Linked DNA regions of Mus musculus: region 1 is linked to region 2. Evidence: chromatin contacts called from public Hi-C data. All regions are on one chromosome and are shown on one strand. Each heading gives the region's core, a stretch centred on a gene start, on an enhancer-like site or on the middle of the called end of the contact. The rest is flanking DNA. Distances are from core to core; before and after follow the strand shown. Region 1 overlaps Plxna4 (plexin A4). Region 2 has its middle 93 kb from the start of Gm31894.

Evidence for each region. Hi-C and Micro-C count contacts between places; a contact is called where the count stands out from the background.
Region 1: a contact with region 2 is called in a Hi-C map of cortical neurons, with 2.4 times the contacts expected there. The contact joins two enhancer-like sites. A contact is called at or near these places in 2 of 484 Hi-C or Micro-C datasets (adipose-derived mesenchymal stem cells and cortical neurons).

What each region holds. Positions count from the first base shown.
Region 1 is chr6:32,450,188-32,454,525 of GRCm38.p6, forward strand. The region is part of intron 3 of Plxna4 (plexin A4); the gene reads right to left. Among named protein-coding and RNA genes, the nearest start is that of Plxna4os1, 59 kb to the right of the region's middle. Within about 2 kb of position 1,839, at least 4 of the 459 cell types and tissues checked have an H3K27ac peak or open chromatin away from gene starts, as enhancers often do. A contact at or near this core is called in cortical neurons, where this site is marked.
Region 2 is chr6:31,923,113-31,927,706 of GRCm38.p6, forward strand. No RefSeq gene overlaps it. Among named protein-coding and RNA genes, the nearest start is that of Gm31894, 93 kb to the right of the region's middle. Within about 2 kb of position 1,444, at least 21 of the 459 cell types and tissues checked have an H3K27ac peak or open chromatin away from gene starts, as enhancers often do. A contact at or near this core is called in cortical neurons, where this site is marked.

The DNA of each region.
Region 1 (4,338 bases), core at 589-3,088, 530 kb after region 2:
AATTTCATTGTCCAGAGACAAGAGACCCAAATGCATTGGAAAATCTGTACACTCATGGAACATGGGTTTAATGAGATAACAATTCCAAGGGTGTGTGCTCGTAATTCTTTCTGATCGCCCATCCCATTCCCAAAGCTTCCAGGCAAATGTTTTTCCACAGTTTCCTTTGTAAAAGGCCCTCCAATGGACCTCCACAGAATAAATCAAATATTTCAGCATGAACAGTGATTACTGGGTCCTTCTTTGTGGAAAAAGCTAACTGCACAGGGGTCAGGGAACAGAGGCTGCTGTGGGACTTTTGTCTCTAAATAGGATTTTTTTTAAAAATTGTATCAGACTCTTTGTAGTGACCCTACCCGGATTTATGGGGTTTGGGGCAGACACCTGAGGCAGCCAGGAGCAACAAGCAAAGGGGACTGATACAAGGGACAATACTTGCTTCTGGAAGTAGAGTTCAATGTCACTATGAACTTCTTTTCCCAAAGTATGCTGACAGCTATTCTCATATTTAATTCGTTAAAAATTTGTTCTTGATAAACAGTCCGTTGTGTGCATGTGTAAATGTGCCAAGCCTGGGAGTAGTACAGACACACATTCCTCAATCCTAGAATAGCAATAGAGGCTGGAGTCTTGACTCATTCCAGCAATAACCCATGCACATGGCCCCAGTCTCATAGTGTGTTCTCATCTATAACAGAGGCAGGGCCTAAGTCTCTCGATGGGGCTTCACTCTCACCTCTGACAATATCCGCCCCATGACACTGCACATCACTTGAATTGTAGGCTAACGGATAAGATCTTGGCTGGATTGTTTGCTTCCATTTTCTGTATTTCAGAACGCTGAGCTTCATGGTGGGCTAGGAGCTGACAGGGTCATGGTTAACACTTCTGAATTTGCACAGTCTTCCATGGATGCTTATTAAATTGAGTTGAGAATAACAAGAAAACGCTCGCGGCTCCTGCTTCCATCCCCTAGCTGGGAGAGCACTGTTCTTGGAAATCCAGTCCACTGCACACGGGGCTCAAGGTTGTAGGCTACGGCATTTCCACGCGCTCGTTCCACGAAGCTCTCAGCTTTTTGAGGATAGTAATGAATGAGATCCTTTTTAAAGCTCTTCTTTGAGAGTTTATTTCATATCTTTTTATATTTCATATCATATTTGTATAAAAATATCCTGGCTCTAACACAGCACAAAAAAACCCTATTCAGTCAAGTAACACTCTTTATTGCTTTGGCTCTAGTCAGAGAATCTATAAAAGAATGGTCTACCCAAGGCCAGCAAACGCTGAGTGTCAGAGAAGGATCGTTCCAAAGGCGATGCAACCTAGCAAGGACAGAGGCATGTCAAGGCTCCATCCAGGACAAGGAGTGCCAATGCTCCAGGAAGTGACATGCCATCAAAGCTTCTAGTGAAGACGCATGTCAGAGTGATGCTTCTGCTCCTGGACTCCTCTATCAATAGATCACAGGTAAGAGAACATCCTACTATTTGAGGCTGGGGGAGAGTCAGAGATTCACTCTCCCTTTGCAGAGCCCCAGCCCCTCCACTGTCATGTTTGTCCTTCAGGGTTGCCTGGGTGACACAGAGACCAAAGAGAAGATGAATCCAGCTTGGAAAGGACAAAGTCAAAGGTCTGTCAGGGGCAAACAGGAGCGCTTAGTGTCACTGGCCTGGATTTTGGTGCCTAGGGCCACAGAGTTTGCAGAGGACAATAGCTGCTAAGACTGCAGGTGCAAATGATATTGACTGTCAGCAAGCAGAGAAAGGATGGAGATGGGGCCTGGAAAGAGAGAGGGAACATCCCAGTCTCCAACCCATTCTTCCAAGACCTAACAGATGTCCTTCCCTCCCCCTGTCTTTCTGGGAATGCCTCAAGTGCTGGCTTTCTCAAATGGGCAACTTTCCCTGCCACCTACATTCTCTTTCTAGATTCCAACTTGCTGCTTCCACAAGGCATCTTTCCTCTTCCTCCTCCTCCTCCTGTTCCCCCTCCTCCTCCTCTTCTTCCTCCTCTTCCTCCTCCTCCTTCTCCTCCTCCTCTTCTTCTCCTTCTTCTCCTTCTTCTTCATCTTCTTTTCAACGCTGCCCTTTGTTGTCATTCCATGCCCCTAGCATCTAGAAAATACTTATAAAGTGTGCCCTATGGATCAGGTCCTACCTGAAGTATATAGAATAATGACTAAGAACAGCTCTAGACTTTCATAGGTCAGCCTCACAAATGGATGTTAAAAAAAATGTGGTTAATCATGGAACCCAGTTTCCCTAACAAGTGATGCTCTGCCTGCTGAATTTTCTATGTGCCTTCTTTTGATGTACCTTGCCATGGTATGACAGACGTAAAGGTATAGGCTGTTGCACCAAGTAAGGCATCATCAACTGGCCTGCCATTGCTAGAGCAGTGGTCTTCAACTTTCCTAATGCTGTAACCTTTTGATATAGTTCCTCTTGATGAGGTGACCACCAACCATAAAATTATTTTTTGTTGCTACTTCATTAACTGTAATTTTGCTACTGTAATGAATCATAATGTAAATATTTGTGTTTTCCAATGGTCTTAGGTGACCTCTGTGAAAGGGTCATTCAACCCCCAAGGGGGTTGCCACCCACAGCTTAAGAATCATGAGAGGAAGGGCCAGGTCTGTTTGCTGGGCCTGCGCTGCAGTCCCATGACTCTAAAGGTCTCGCTGTCTTTTTTCTGCAAAGAAGCCTGACCAGCTGTATCCCGCAGTCACAGGCCAGTGGTCCTCACAGCGAGATTTGTCCGACATTTCATATTTTCTTTCTTCCCAGGTCCAGATCCTGTCAAGTCTGTGGAGGAACAGGAAGCCATGCCCAGCAGGAAGGTGTTGCTTTGCTGATGCCCTGTGCTTCTCCCTTCACTGTGGCTGTGTTTTGACAGCAAAGGCTAATCCCACTGGCCGTGAGTTAGTCATAGCTTTGATGACTATGACAAGATACCTGGGAAAACGACTGGAAGGGGAAAGGTTTACTTTGGCTGATGTTTTCAGAGGTCAAAGCTCGGCTGACTGGCTGGCTGCATTGTTTCTGGACCTACAGTACAGCAGACCAGCATGGTGGAAGGGCATGGCAAAACAGACATTTTTACCTCCACAGCATCCAGGCAGCAGAGAGAATGACAGGAAACAGTTAGGGACAAAATACAAGACCTGAGAATATGTTCCTAGTGACCCACTTCCTCCTATCAGGCCCCACTTCCTACATCTCTATCACTTTCAAATAATGTAATTAAGATATGAACCCATCCACAGATCGAGCCAGGAATGAAGGCCAAGCCCCAGTGATCCAGTCACCTATCCATGGTGCCATCAGTTGGAGAACAAGCCTTTAGCGCATGAACTTTTTAAAGGGACACGTCACATTGCAAACTATAAGTGGGTCTATTTTTTTTCTTATATCTCAATTTTGGGGAAAACGTTGCTGTGTACTGAACTGCTTGCAGTTGGGGGGTTGCAAAGTCCCAAGCCTGTGTAAGGAGAAAACAAACTACTGAAGGTCTAAATCAATAGAACAATCTTCTCAGGGCCCAATTGCACCATCATTCTGCGGATTCCTTCTTCCTTTAGAGTATTAGACAACCCAACAGTTCCACAACCATGATCCCCATGCCCTCTTCTCTTGGCTGTCTCTAGATTTACAGATGCAGCCAGCCAGCCGTCTTTTTCCCGCTGCACATATCACCAACATCTCCACTAGCTGTTGTTTCTGGTCATGACACTGTTGCCCCATGTCCCTGGGCTCAGCCTGCCTTTATGTACGTCCTTAGTTAACCTGCTTTTTACTTCTCCTCCTTATGATGAAAAAGAAAACATAGCTGCCCAAGGACACTGAGGAGGAACATGAGGAAGACCAACAATGCAGCATCTTTCAGGTTCCCCTTCATTTCTGAAACTGATACCTCTTTCAAATGAAAATGTTTCTGACATAGCTTCCTTTTTAAAATATGCACCTCCATTCCAAGATGCACAATAACAGAATGATCCCATTGCAAGCACGTGGGGAGCCACAGGCCTACCAGCACCAATGAGCTCTGCCCCATGTATTTCCTCCAGGCCTTAACTTCTCCCTTCTTTCTTCAAATACTTCTGATAACAAACTAAGCCAATTCAAGGTTGTTTAAGTGAGTTAAAACACACAATCTTACTCAATCCCAGTCTTCCATAATATTCTGTTCTGTGATCTGAAAGTCCTTGGTTTTAAAACTCTCTCTACCTCATACTCAATCCTTTTCTTCAAATCTCTGAGTTGAGCAAACCATCTCATCTTCTCTGCAATGTCCTTCTGCTCAGCTGGTGCTGATCAGAAACTGACTCCCTGA
Region 2 (4,594 bases), core at 194-2,693:
AGGGAAGAACATCAGAAGTGTGAGGCAACCAGTCACATCTTGTTTGCAGTCACAGAGTGGGAGAAAGAGTGGCCAGGCTATCAAACCCCACCGATTCCACTGATTCATGTTCTACAGTGAGGTTCCATCTTCTAAAGGTCCCACAACCTTCCAACCTTTAGGCTAGGAACCAAGTGGGGTATGTGTTGTATCAAAACTACAACAAAGGTAAAATTCTGGATTGAACCTGTGGTATAGGGCAAGCTCTGTCCCCCCCCCCCCCCCCAGTCACATCCCCTGGACAGCACACCTTTCAGATTAACGATGAATTACCTATTCAGTACCATTTATTTCCTCTGTGGTGACCCAATGCCAAATCTCTCTTGTTGAACTTTTCTCCCTGTTGCTTTGAGAAATCCAGTGGGACGTACCAAAGACGTAAGTCTGGTTAAACTATTAGAAAAGCCCAATTTTCTGTTCAGGTCCACGTCTCCACTAGAATTGGATCTTCTCATAGCTCTCTCATTGACATTCCTCTGCCTGTAGCATCCCTGCCCATAGGCGATGTCCTCTCCCATGCTGTCCATGAAGTGCTTAGCACAGCTACTAAATATGCTTTTTGTGTGTTTTTTTTAAAGGCTTGGTATAGTCATTTGCCTAGAAAAATATACAAGGCCTTCAATTTACGATAGTTTGACTTTCCAGCTTTACCATGGTGCAACAGCAACTATACATCAAGCAGACATTGCATTTTATACGGTGAATTTATATTTCTCCCCAGGCGGTTGTCATGAGCTGTGGGCCCTTTGTGCAAAGCTGTACATCTGTAACTGCCCGGTGGGCCTTGATTGTACACACTGTTGTTCTACTCTAAAGTTCCCAACTTTGTCCTTGGCTGAGATTCATTCATTTGTTCAGAAAATGCATTCTAAACACCTACTGTGTGCCAAGGATGTGTGCTAAGAATCTACAGGAACAGGATGCCATCCCTGCTCACAAGCTGCTTGACTGAGAGAGAGCCAGACATGTAAACAAATAATTAGAGCACAGTGTAATTAGTGCTAATGGAGGCATGGGCAAAGAGCTGTGGGGCATGAAGGAGGAACAACTACCTCAGCCGCAGTCTCAAGACTCCAGCTGTGCTAAGGCAGTCAATGCCTTTGTTTTACTCGCAAAATAGAAACATTGCCCAAAAGTGATATCACATGAGCCCAGTGTTCATCACACCTAGAAACACATCCCCATCCTGGAGTGGACAATGACAGTCCTGTTCCCAGGGGCTCTTCCATGGACCCCAACTGTTAAACAGCCTGGGTACTATTTGATTTGGCCACACCTATGGTGGGTTTCGTAGTAGCTGTGGGTGAATTCCTGCATCTCACTAGGATATTTCTTGGTGCCTTTCCCTCACAGCCTGCAGCAGTTTGGGCTGTCTGACTGTTACCATGGTAACAGGAATCTCTTCCCATCTTCCACAAGTGCATGGTGCTTCTTTGCTGGGGAGTGTGGGTCCTTGACCAGCACCCCAGCTCAGCTATAGGCTCCAGGTCATCTTTTCTGGGCTGTATCAAGGTCTTTATTTATTCCAGGCATCAACAGCATCTTGGGAACAAGTGGAGTCCCTTGTCCAGGCCTCACCCCCACAACCCCCACCCCCATTAGCTATCGATTCTAATGAGCTAACCAGTGGCTCAGAGCGAATGAGACTGAGGAGGTCCTGAATATCCAGGTTGTCATCTGCCAAGAAGAAAATGGTCACATGGGAGATATGAGCTGGGAGCTGGCTCTGGACAGATTATTGTGGTAAGTGGGGGGAGTAGTGAGTGGCAGAGCCTTGTGTGAATTCTGAATAAGAATACTAGAGATGAACAGGCTGAGAATAGAAGTATAGAGGACATATTTGGTGACAAAATTGTGCAAAAGAAGCAGAAGATGGGGTCCACAGAGTCCCTTGGCAGCTTTCACTTCTACCCTTGGGATAATGGATGTCAGGAAGAGAAAAGGCCTCCTGCATCTTTCCTCCTGTCTGCTCATTGCCTAAATCTTCCTGAGGATGAAATGGCTCTGTCCAAGGAGGCGAGCTCTGAGGCAGTACAGATTATAAGTGATGGTCACATGGTCTACAGGTGAGCAGTCAAGGATGGGAGGTTTCTGGGGTCCCTTCCACATCTCACCAGCAACCAGGTTCAATGGGTGTTTATCATATTTACCCTGGGGTGTTTATGATAAATATTTATCCTTACTGGTGAGATGAGGAATGGAGATGGAGTGTTTTCCAGAGCTCTGTCTCCCAACTTCTTTTCTAAACCTGACTTTAAATTCATGACAACTAGCTTTGTGGGATTAGGTGTATCTTACTATTCTCAGCCACCCCATGAATTAATCATAAGAGGTTGCTTACAAAGGTAGAGACTTGGAAAGGGATTTCCAAAAGTTACCAAGGACTTAGGAGCAGGGTCAAGATGGATGCCAATATTGAGAAGTCCCATCCAGCCACCATGCACTCAAGCCCTTTCCTGTCCAGGGAGCTTCTTTGGGGTGAGATAGATGATGCCCAGAGAGAGGCTGTCAATTAGCAACAGGAGGCATAGCAGAAACAGAACAGAGCTAAAGTAAGCAGGGCTTCCAGAAATTAAGAACAACCACAGAGCCATGGCTGTCAGAAGTTCTCAACTTTTGGGCTTCCTTGTTCTGTAAACACAGAGGCTCTAAATGCCAGGTGGAGAGATCTCACTGGTTCTGCAAAGGTGATTTGTGTGAATGGATATGGGTGGGGTGTGAGCTAGATAATAAAAATGTCTAATAAATCTTAGCTGGCTTCCCTTCAAAGTCTTAGAGCATGAGAAACAAGGGCCTGGCCACTAGGTTCGCTTAGCCTTGCATCCAAGCTGCAAATCGAGCAGGCAGAATGTTTCTGGGGAAATTGGAATCCAATATCAAATAAGATCTTGCCGATATAATTCTTGATTAAGCCCCCTGGAGAATAATGTATCCAATGGGACAACCTAATAAGCCCCACCATCATCTCCACATGCCATAAAAGCCCTGTGTTCTTACAATCATCTCTTCTACTTCAACTTCAGTGGGAGTAATGGCTGCAGATTTGAAACCATGCCATGTATATTATATGGTGGACTCTACAGCTTTCTACATGGAAAAGTCTAGAAATTTTCATGCTAGCCTAATCTTTGTCTCCAAGTCAACTGTGACGCTAGAAAAGCTTGGAGCACCCCACTGTGTATCTCCAGGGGCTCAGGTGAATTTGTGCCATCTTCAACTGGGTCAGGTGGGAAGGAGAATATGGTCTTTTCTATTTCCATGAGGAGTCATGACTTGAGCCTGATCTTCGTTCACCTGTATGATGGGGATGGATAGAAGAACTTACCTTAGGCATCAAGCAGGTGACCCATCTTGTCTCTAGGTTTTCTCTTAGAATTTAAGAGAAGCCAGAGACCACAGGCAAGCTTCATCAGTGACCCCTTCAGAGTTAGGATTCCAGCTCAGATCAGCCTATCCTAACACGAGTAAGACCCAAAGCCTCTAGGGAAACAGACAAAGAGAGTCAATGATCAGAGCAGAGCAAAGATGGACATGACAGAGTGTGGTCTTAGACCACACAGGGCACTTGGCCATCTTGGACAGATCCAGTTTCAGACATTTCCTTCCTTATGCAGAACTGATCTTTAGTTTATCACCTTTGGGTCTGGTCTTAATATCTTTAGATCTTTCAAGGGATACTACTTCAGTATTGAAGGCAGATGGCTCACCTTACCTAGTCTTCTTGTGATGTGGTTTTCAGACCCCTTAACTTAAGTCCTGCTTTCTTGAGTATGAACATGCATCACACTCTTCTTGACGTGTTTATATATACTATGGGGAAATGAATTCAAAGCTAATCTGAAAAAGACCTATTGCCCCCAGCATGCAGAAGCCCAAGCTCTAAGGGAGGCATGGTTCCTTTCAATATGTTCTTTGGGTAAAATAGTCTACCTTGTGATTCCTCATGAGAAGGAGTACAAGGCAGAAGGAAGAGGACACCTTTCATAGTGGAGTTGGAAAGGGTAGAGTGTCGTGCAGGCCAAAAGGCCAGGACATGGCTGCCATTTCTAAGACTCACATAATACATGACATCTTCATCAGTTCAGTGATCAGAACCCTTCTTCAAATCAATACAGGCTTCTAGAGGGCACAGCACCCACTGTCTCTTCCTCAGTCTCTTCTTGCCCAGGATATTTAGCATGGAAGGCACGGCAGTGATGACCTCACCATGTGGGGTGAGGCTGACTCACTCCATCTCTGAGCAAGATGAGCTCACTGGGAGTCTGGCCAGACAATTCTGGCTGAAGGAGACTGAAGGCTTTTGCTGGCTATTGCTGTTCTAGTTTCTCGAATGACTTTCTTAAACTAATATCAATCATTTAGAAAGGACACAAACAGGAAGCAAAAGGCTTTTGTTTTCCTGGAACTGTTTTAGAGTGTGTGGCTGGCGTGATAATCACCACTCCCCAACACTTTGGTATATTCACCCTACAAACAAGAATGTGTTCCTGTACTGACAACCATCATTCTCTGAACATTTCCTTACTTTTGGTCCAATAAAACATTCAGTCTCACC